2 separate regions of the Mus musculus genome follow, and region 2 is linked to region 1. Evidence: chromatin contacts called from public targeted proximity ligation data. All regions are on one chromosome and are shown on one strand. The core of a region is the stretch at or near the end of the contact, and the rest is flanking DNA. Distances in the headings are between cores, read along the strand shown.

Evidence for each region.
Region 2: a contact with region 1 is called in a targeted proximity ligation map of pancreatic cancer cells. A contact is called at or near these places in 2 of 39 promoter capture datasets (cranial neural crest and stem cell-derived epiblast-like cells) and 1 of 130 datasets of targeted methods (pancreatic cancer cells).

Annotation. Positions count from the first base shown.
Region 1 is chr19:10,387,763-10,393,207 of GRCm38.p6, forward strand. Syt7 (synaptotagmin VII) reads left to right here and starts at 1,261. Exons shown (of 12, transcript NM_001373944.1): 1 at 1,261-1,751. The coding sequence starts at 1,721.
Region 2 is chr19:10,039,894-10,045,046 of GRCm38.p6, forward strand. Fads3 (fatty acid desaturase 3) reads left to right here and starts at 1,655. Exons shown (of 12, transcript NM_021890.3): 1 at 1,655-2,063. The coding sequence starts at 1,839.

The DNA of each region.
Region 1 (5,445 bases), core at 11-2,510:
AATATGTGTGTGTGTGTGTGTGTTTCTATGTGAGTTCCAAGAAATGGTGTGTGTGTTTTGTATGTGTGTGTGCACGAGCACAATGAGCGACTTTTGGAACAAAGGTTCATCCCCATGGGTGCTGGCTGCCTGTACTGTGTGGGAGGTGGAGGTATGGCAGGGCACGAGCCATACACACAGTATAAAGCCAGATAGGTGGCTTTTGAGGAGCAGAAACCTTCAATGTTGAAAAGCCTGGTTCACTTGTGAACTGCATGGAAGGAGGAATGCTGACATTTGTAACCCAAAGATTGTGCTGTCTTAGCCATTCAACCTTTTCAGTATAGGGTATGGCAAGACATGCACCGTAGGAGGGGTCTATTGCTTTTCATGACCTAGGTAGTTTGTATGCTTGAGAGTGTTGGGGGCAGGGAAGTGAGTACCTGTGTAGACGTGTGCAAGGCGGCATGGTATTTTATCCCCATGTTTCAGTCGTGGGTCTTAAAAGTCTCCTCCCTGCCCCAGAATCAAACAATCTCTATTGTGTAGAGAAAAACAGAGTCTTTCCTATTTGGACAATGTTGAAAAGATACAGGGGCAGAGAGCACACCAAGATATTCTCAAGGTTGACAGGAGAAGGGGGGTTTTCGTTCTTATCAAGGGTGCCCTGGGTCAAGGGAAAGGACCGGAAGAATGGGGTCGGAAAAGGAATGAATAGGGGCTAAACGGTTGCTTTCTTCTCTCTTGGAGCTGGAATAAGTGGGAAGGTTCTTGATACTTAGTACCCCACGGAAGATGGAGATTCTAGTCCTATTCGTTCCTGCAGCTGGCCAGCTCTAGGAAAGACAAGCCCGTCAGACCGAGGCCCAGCGCTGGCAACATACTCCACTCCTGGTTTTGATACCCACCAACCCTTCTTCTCTGGCCCTCCGCTGTTCCTTGTCCCGAGCTAACGCCCTCGAGTAGCCACCGAGCGGAAAATCTGGGGTGGATCTCCACGCCTTTCGGAGCGGAGTCAGAGGGCACCTCGGAGGAGGTGGCCAGCTGGGCGACCCTGTGGCGTGAGACACCACCGCCACCCGTGGTGCACGGGCCGAATGGATCGCGTCTTCCGTAAACTAGACGAGCATAGCGGTGGAGCTCTGCCGTCCTTCCAGGCGGGGCCCAGTGAGCGCCTGGGGTGCGCGGGGCGGCGGCCGTGCCCTCGGGGCGGCTCCGGGCGGCGGCGGCCAGTCTAGGGCTGCAGTGCAGCGCGCGGCCGACAGTGGGCGCAGCAGCGGCAGTGGCCGTGGCGCTCCACGGCGGGCGGGCGGCGCCGGCGGTGCCCCGGGCGCGCACACACTCTCTCGCTCTCTCTCTCACACACACATACACACACACATACACACACACTCACTCACTCACACACGCACGCACACACATACATACACACATACACACACACACACACATCGCCTCGTACACACTCACACACGCTCCGGCGCGCACACGCGGCGCGCAGGCCAGAGGGAGGAGGCTCCGCGCGGCTCGGCGGCGGCGGCAGCGTGCTCCGCGGGCGGCCCGGAGGGCTGGCGGGCGGCCCCCGCTCCCCGGCTCCGCGGCTCGGTGCAGCCCGCGCGGCCCCCGCCCTCGGACCCGCCCCCGGGGGTCGCCCGGCCCCATGCCCTGCAGCGGCGGCAGAGAAGCGCGCGGCCGCAGGCGGCTCTGAGGAGCCCGGAGGGAGCCGGCGACGAAGGGGACCATGTACCGGGACCCGGAGGCGGCCAGCCCAGGTAAGCGCGGCCCCGCGAGGGCTGGGGCACCCCGCACGGGCTGGGGCGCCCCGCACCGGCGGGTAGGACGGCTGCAGCGCCTGGGCGCCGTCTCGGAGCCCCAGCCTGGGGCTGCTGTCGGCTGGAGCCGCACGAATTGCACCCCTTTCTACCAGGGTCATCCGTGCCCCGGGGGCGTGGGTTCTAGTGGCAGAGACTCTTATTCAAACCCCGCAGTCGGGACATTGATAGGCTGGATGCCCGGGGCCGACTTCGCAGTGTCCCCACAAAGACCTCCCCCCCCACCCCCAGCAGCCCAAGGACAACGTGTGTGGCGGAGCGAGGAGCTGCTGTCCCCGTGGGAGCCGGGCAGTGCCCTCAGAGGTACCCCCTGCTCCCCAGCACCAGTGCCCCGGGGATGTCAGTGTTGGGGGACCTCAGGGCAAAGAAGATCCTGGCAGCTTTGGGCCAAGATGTGGGCACAGAGGAGCGGAGTGTCATCTGCGGTGCCAACTGTGAATTGAGAGGGCTCCAGGGGGCAAGTGGGAATCTGGTGCAGCGGCGGGGGATAGAGGCTTCTGGGAGGTGGGGAACCGCAGGAGCGGTGAAGGGGGAGGCAGGGGTACCTGAAGAGAAAGCGCAGCAGTGGATGACAATGGGGGCGGCGGGCAGTGTTCTCCTAAGCTTGGGGAGGGGGGACGCAAAGAATACCAAACTCACTCCAGTCCTACCAGGGAAGGGGGGAAGGGGGCCGCACCCCTTTGCCTTTCTGAAAGGGAGTGGCCTGCGAGCCCACTGTCGGCTTAGCTTCCATCTAGCATCCTTGGAGCCTAAGCCAGGAATCTCTCCTTCTTCCTCTGGAGATTGCTCTGCCATTTCCTCCTTGGCTCCTGCCGCCTCCCCCACGCAGTGCCCACCTGTAGACAGGTCTCCTTCAGCTCCTGTCCAGGCTCAGTTCCAGCTCCCACCTGGGATACTTCTCTAAACCCAGCAGGACCCCCCTACCCCCACTCCTGCTAGTTCACGCCTCCTGCCCTCCGGGGTCTGTTTCTGGGCTGCTCTCCAAGGCTAAAAGCTCCAGCCTAAGACCTACTCCTACAAGAGTCTCTGGGTTTCCCCTACAAGGGTCTCTGGGGGAGGCAGGTGCTGTGAAGAAGGCCAAGTCGAAACCCTCCACAGTAGGGGACTCAAGTCCTTGAAGCTCTGCACAGGAAGCTTTCGGACACTGGCTTTGCCCATTTATGCCCAATCCACACTTGCTGTCTTCTTCCCAGGGGCAGTCCAAGTCCACTGAGGTTGACCTCCTGGGGGCCAGACACTGTATTCAGTCAGCACTGGGCTCTGAGACTCAGTCTCCTCTGGAGCTTCACGCCCTTCTCTAAATGTCCTCTAGGTGTGGGCTGAAGGGACATTACCTTTGAGGGGCCTTTTCATCTGAACAGGTCACCTAGCCTGACATTTCTCCCTAGGGAGAACTAGGGGCATCCTCTTGCTTGCTTCTTGTCAGTTGAGTTCAAAGCCCAGCTCAGGAGTGGGGGGGGGGGGTGCAGTGGGGACGGTCTCCATTGCGACTAGGTCACCGGCCCTGGGCCATGCCCTCACCCACCCACTGCTCTCCTTCTAATACTTTGGCATCATGATGTACTATTCCTCCAAGCACCTCTGCCGTCTCCACAGAGACCAACTTGATGTGCTCAGCATCTTTCGGGCAAAGGGCCTGGATTCCGTAGCTGCTTCTGACAGGCTTTCAGCCCCCTGGACCTTCCCTTTCTTGCTTGCCCATCTTGTCCCTTGAAACTGCAGGGCCCACCCATGCTTGTGGTGAGAGTGTTTCTGACTGTGAAGGAAGCTGGTGAGGTTTTTTTTTCTCTCTGGTGTGGGCATTGGACTGGTGGAACCAAAAATAGGTTGGATCGGGTAGGGTATGTTTGAATCCCGATCCTCTGGCATCTCTGGGGCCTTCTGTGCCCCTTAGTATAACCATCCACTCCTTAGAATCCCTGTAGTTCCATGTCAGAATCCCATTCCTAGCAACTTACTCGAGGTCTCCCAGACTCTGCTGTCCCTATGTCCCCCTCCCTTTTGCCTGGCACCAGGTAGGAGTGAGATATGCAAATTAATTCCCAGTGAGACTCAGACCAGTCCCTCATCTCCCCTCTGGTCCCACAGGAACCAGTACCTCTTACAGCCTGATCTCTTCATCCCCTCTCAGGAACACCTGTGGCCCATTATTGCTTCATTACAAAAAAGAAAACAAGAAAAAAGAAGATATCCTCTTCTGCTCCTTATGCCCTGAACCAGTGCCAGAGGGCTCTCTCTCTCCCCTCACTCCCTCTGCAGGTCCCCATTGGGCTCATCCTAAGACCAAGACTTTACCTGACAGCTGCTATTCTCTCTCCACCTGATCCCTGGCCCCTAGGCGTTGTTACTCCTGTTATTATAAAGAAGAGGTGGTGGAAGAGAACAGGAGCCAGGTGGAGAATGAAGACCTGGTCTTTCCCATATACACCCATGAGCTCCTGCTCCAGGCTGCCCAGCCTCCCACCCTCTACCTGCAGCCTCCTCTATCCTCTCCCTCCCAACCTTCATCTTCTGCATCCCAACGCTGGCCTGGTCTGCCTCCTTTAGTCTCTCTGACTGCCTGTCCCAGGCTAGGCAGGGCCTCAGCAGGCCTGCAGGGGTCAGCGTTGCAGTGGGCAGGCAGGACAGGCAGGACAGCAGTGGGAAGGAGGAGGGAGGGAGAGGTGACCTTGCAGTGAGCTAGTGAGCAAGGCCAAAGAGAAGGGCTGGGAGAGAGAGGTCAGGTCCCCAGGGCTTCCTACTCAGTTACGAGGCTTCTGGGACTTTGTTAGTCCCACTGGACAGCAGTGCCTGAAGCCTTCATTTGTCCCACCTGTTAGTGGATTCTGTCCCCTGCAGACACTCTGTCAGGCAGGTCATCCCCTAGGGGTGAAGGACACACACACACACACACACACACACACACACACGTCCTTGACATGGCAAAGTAATTACTGTCTAAACCAACTATCAACTCCCTGGGTACAGTTAAGGGCAGAGTCTAATGAAGGGGTTGGTGTGAAGCTGGAGTTAGGGATGAAAGAACAGATTAAGTTTATGGTATAAGGCCCATGGATGGGGCCAGGGCTAAGGCTGGGTATGGAAATCCAACAAAACCAGACTGTCCCACAATTTCCCTGACAACTGCTCTCCAAAGGACAGTCCTCCCCTAACTGACCCCACCTGAACAGGCCTCATTTGCTGTAATGCCTGTGTCCTGGGCTTGGCGCAGAGGTTAGAACATCACAGCATGTGGTTCCCCCAACAGGTATGGCAGGGTCTGAGGCTGAGCAGGTCTAACACTGGGTTGGGATATAGGGGCCCCTCTAAGCTGTAGAGTTGCTGTGGAGACAGGCCTATCACCGACTGCTCTGTGGCGTTCCATGGCCTTGTAGAGACAGCTTGACCATCAGGCTAGATGCTTAAGGACCCTAGGATTGAGAAAAGAGATGGCCCTGAAGACCTTCTTTGGTGGTAGGATGCTACAGAAGGTTGGATCATGGTGATGGGCCAGCTTATGATAGGTGGTAGGGGTTATGGGGAAGGCTAAAAGGCAGAGGAACAGGTGGGCATCAAGTAAACAAAGGGAAGTCTTTGGTCAGCCGGTCCTGGCCCTAGCTGACCCACAGACCCCAAGGGCAACAGAGCAAGGGCC
Region 2 (5,153 bases), core at 405-2,904, 350 kb before region 1:
ATGTTCCAGGATTTTGAAGAGCCTTCATAGAAAGGGATTGAACAGCTCCTGTTTGTGGCAATATCTTGGGCTCGTTGGTCCTGGCTAAGCAAAGCAAGAGTTCCTCAAACTAGAGAGAACCAAGAGGCTCCTTTCTTCAAGCTCTGGTCTGCCTGTGATACACGTCATGGATTTTCCTTCTCTCTGAGTTCTGCAGCCTAAGATGGAACAGGAGTAGATTGGACATGTTCAGAAAAGAATTCTGGAAGTTTCCCAAATGTAAGACTGGACTGTGACACCCTCCTCACTCTCCATGGAGGCAGTGTGTACGTAGGCTGCCCCTGATGTCACCTCTCCTCATCTCACAGGTCCCAGGTATCTAACCAACATTCTTTAGAGTATTGCTCGCCTCTGCTTTCCTCCTTGTCCTGTGTATTTAGGCCTGTAATAGTTGCATCTGGAGTGAATGCTTTCAGCCTTTTTTAGTCTTATTGTTCCCTAAACAATGCAGTGAACAATTATTTATAGAGCATTTACATCACATTAGACATTATTAAGAATTCAGAGCTGACTTAAAGTGTATGAGGGGATATGTGAAGGTTACATGCATATACTGGTTTTTTGTAGGCAAGAAACACAGGTTGGTTTTGTTATCCACAGGGGTGCCTTAGAGGTCAGGTCACCTACAAATCCTTAGGTAGACCAAGAGGAAATGTTTGCACATTGGAAAAAATACACTTTAAGGTTCTGAAAAGATTTGCTCCCAACAAACAGGTCTGCCTCACCTTTCTGCCCTGAGTCACACTAGGGTGGTGTGCGGGAGTCTGTTTTAACTAGCCCTCAAGGAAATTCTGATGGACCTTCAAGTTTGCCAGTTGTGAAAGCTTTTAACTTTTAAGGAACTGATGTCTGTCTCAAAGAAACATCGTACAATTGGGAACGTAGTTACACTCTCAAGAGGATTTGAATTTAATAAGTCAAAAATGTGACACCATGAATGGGGAGAACTGGGAGGTGGTGACAAGCAAGCCACCCATTGCAGACTGGACCATTCTTTCATCTCCTGAACGGCAGACCTCCACGCAGCAGTGTCCTCTGCTCCTCCTCCAGTGGCCAACCTGGGCATCCCCAATCCTGCGTACAGCCAGGAGGAGAGGCCATCTGCTCCTGCAGATTGCTTTAGATGGCTTCCTCGCGTGGATATTGAGGGTTTACTGGGGGATGAGGTCCATTGTTTGGTGGCTGTTGACAGTCACCCCAAGGTAGTGTCCTCATTTCTAGCTACCTGGGATGCCTGGTTAAAGACCGGTGACGTCCCTAACTACATTTCTCAGCCTTTCAGGGCTCAGACTTGGGCTCATTTCGGGCCCCTGCGGGTGTGCCTGGGCGCAGCGGCCTGCAGGACTCCCGTGCGCGCTGGGTCCCCATCCCCCGCCTTCTCAGTTGAGCCGAGAGTCCGAGAAACTGGGGGGGGGGGGGGGCAGTGCCCCGGGGGCAGTGCCGGGCGTGGTGGCCCCAGGCCCTCGAGGGTGGGGCAAGCCCCTTCGCGACACCGCCCTCCCCGGGCAGCCAATAGATGTGGAGGCGCCGCGCCTGGATTGGAGCGAGAGCGGGACTGGCCAGCGCGGGGGCCGGGACGAGGGGCGGGCGAGGCGAGCGCTGTCAGCGCGGTTATAAGGGAGGGAAAAGTTCCCTGCGCGGAGAGCCGGGCAGGCGCACGCTCTTACGGCGGCCGCAGCGGCAGGGCGGGGCCGGTGGGGCGGGCGGAGGAAGACCCCTGATTGCCACCTCGCCTCCCTCAGTGTCTCTCTTAGACCTTGGTCACGTACCGGGGTCCGGAGGACTTGTGTACAGCGGCAATGGGCGGTGTCGGGGAGCCCGGAGGGGGACCCGGGCCGCGGGAGGGGCCCGCACCGCTGGGGGCGCCCCTACCCATCTTCCGCTGGGAGCAGATCCGCCAGCATGACCTACCAGGCGACAAGTGGCTGGTCATCGAGCGCCGTGTCTACGACATCAGCCGCTGGGCACAGCGGCACCCAGGGGGTAGCCGCCTCATCGGCCACCACGGTGCGGAGGACGCCACGGTAAGCTAACCCACAGCCGGCGGGGTGGAGCCTGGCACTAGCGGTGGAGAGGGAGACGTTGTTCATAGGCTTGGCGTCTCATTCCACCTGCGGACCTTAGCATCCTTTTTGCTCTTTCTGACCTTTGACCCCTTCCCTGGCTCCAGAGTTGAGATGGAGCCTGAGGGAAGGAGGTCTCTTTCTTTCACGGAGGATGGGCTGTTTGGGTCAGTCTGTGGAATAAATAGATCTCAGGGAAGAATGGGCCCCCAGAGGTGGGTGTGCCGTGAGGGGCAGATTCTGCCCCAGGTAAGTACCCTCACTGTTGTACTGAGGGTTTCTTTTCTGCTCTGAGTGTCACAGACTATTTTCTGGTGCTTCCAAGAGCCTGGGGCAGGGCTGGGTCCCTAGCGATAGGGACGTGCCATCAGAAACTGGGGGCTGGGCAGCAGAGCTTGGGCAGGGCCTGGAGGTCTGTGGCTTATCCAGCACTTGTGTAGACTGTTCTGAGGGCCAGTGACTCACCTCTGCTGGGCTGGCAGCTACACGTGGGAAGACTTTGCCAGGCTGGGTGGGCCTCCACGGGAAGCACAGTCACCCCAGTCACCGACTAGCCCCTGGGGACTCTGGCTTCCCATTCTCAGTCCGTGTCTAGACAAGAAGGGATGGAACTGGCCTGAAGGACTATCTGGCTAGAGCCCAGTGGTGAAGCAATTTCCCAGACCCTTCCTCCTTCAGTCCCACTCCATGGACAAAGGTTGAGGCCATGGTGCTCTGCCCTCGACTATCCAAAATTGTAGGTTAGTCACATTGGGTACCCGGAAGGTCTTTAAGACTGGAGGGAATGATTCTCTAGTGGAAGAACTTGGTGGCAGCAGAGGAGGTTCTCTGTGTCCCAGGACTGTCATTGTCCCTCTCCTCCCGGATTCACTCCAGGCAACTGAGAGGGATAAGAATGAGACAATTCCTGAAAATCATCAACCTGTGGGCCAGTGTGTGTGTGTGTGTGTGTGTGTGTGTGTGTGTGTGTGAGCCTTCCTTCTTTCTACCAGAGCATGATGGGCATGAGGTGCCACAGCCCCTCCCACTGAGCCCTGGCAGTCCTGTGAGGATCGTGTTGTAGCGTAGGACAGAATGCTGGGCAGGAGAGGAGGACAACAGAGAGCACTGACTGCTTTTTCTTGCTCAGGGCCAGCCAGGAGGCCCCTCCTACATGGGATTTCTAACTTTATATTTAGCTCAGTGCCCCGAGACCTCCATCTAATGGTTTTGCTCCAGCCACCATTTTGATTCACAGCCAGTAAGGTCTGTAAAGAAAACATCACTCTACATCTTGTAGTAGGGTTCTAGCTCTGCCATTGAAGGCACTCAGAGGTAATTCCTCTGAACCTTAGCTTTGTCATTGGACGGGTGGGGAGAGCTAGGCTATATAGCAAGCCAGCCAAGGGCAAGACCACACCTTCTCCACCATGCTGCTGTGTTGTAGATGTTTGTTCAGTAGCTGCTCTTTAGACTATATGTATGCAGACTGGAGAGTGCAGTGGGACAGTCATAGCACTCCCAAGCCTTTTCTGGGAGAGCTTGTCTCTGACCCTGCCAGTAATAGGAAAAGATTGCTATAGGCCCCAGACGTTGGGGTAGAGTTGCTAAAAATACCTGGTGTACTCAGGTCTCAGGGCCGGGAGGGGTCTAGGTTCAGAAGGCCCTAGCCTTTGTCAGTGATGGACCCACAAGGAATACTAGGAGTTGAACCAATCCAGTGCCCCATGTGGTCAAGTCTAGATGCCAGGTATCCCATCCCAGAATCTGAAGCTCAGGTTAGGGGTGAGATGTGGCTGCCCACTTGCATCAGCCCAGCCACCCATCAGCTGTTCTCATGTCCAGGCAACAGAAGCTTTCCTGCCAGGAAATTCCCAGAGTTCTTGTGCCATGAAGTCAGCTTGTGGCCATCCTGGGATACAGAGCCTGTGCCCTAGGGAGAGTACTCTGGGCCCTGGGCCAGGTTTGTCTAAGAGTCACAGGCAACCCTGAGATGAGAAGAGGCAGCCAGAGAGGTCTAGCCCCTGCTGGTCATAAATATGTGAGAGTCACATACCAACCACCTACTATGTGCTAGATTCTAAATCAATGCTTGCTATTGATACTGTTTCTTAATCCTCAGGATACCAACCAGCGAGGCAGTTTACTACTGTTATCCCACTTTACAGATGAGAAAAGAGATTCAAAGAAACAGTGAAACTTGAAACAGTGGCAGGTGTGGGATTTGAATGCACAGCCACACTCTGCCCCACGTTGGTTCCTCAGTAATGGGACTCCCTGAACCCACCCATGAATATCTCCTGTGTGCTCCTCACCCCCTGCCTCTGCAGATGCAGCTGTGAACAAAACATTTTCAGGGAAGGAGTGTGCAACAGATGCATCAGCTAGAGCCAAGGCTCGGAGGTGGGACCATGCCACCCATACCTAAGGAACAGAGCATGGCTGTGCTAGAGAGCAGCCACAGGGAGGGGAAGTCAGAAAGCAGACATGCCAAGCTCACCAGATATTTTTGTTTTTAGGACTTTGGTTTATTCTAAAGAAGGAGGAGATCCCGGGAGGGCAGAGCAGGGAAACCAAAGGGGTCTGATGTATGTTTAAAAGGATCTCAAAAGGGCGGGTTGGAACTTAGTTGGTAGACTGCTTGCCTAGTGTTCATGATGCCCTAGGTTCCATCTCTAATGCTGCATAAATGTGGTTGTGGTGGCATCCACTTGTAACCCCTGCAATTATGAGGTAGACACAGAGGATGGCGAGCTCAAGGTTGAGCCCAGCCTGGGACACATAGGACTTTGTCTTCAAATAAAAGGATCGTTGGGGCTAGAGAAATGGCTCAGAGGTTGGGAGGTTAGGTGCTGCTCTTACAGAGTATCTGAGTTCCGTTCCCAGCACCTATGGAACTGGTGGGTGGGTCACAACCCCTTGTAACTCAGGCTTCAGGAAAGCCACCATCTCTGACCTCTGTGTGCACTGTCATTTATGCGGACGTATTCCCCCCAACACACACATATTCACATGCAAATAAAATCACCTTTTAGAAGTGCAAAGGCTTTAAGGTAAGGTAAACAAGTTAAG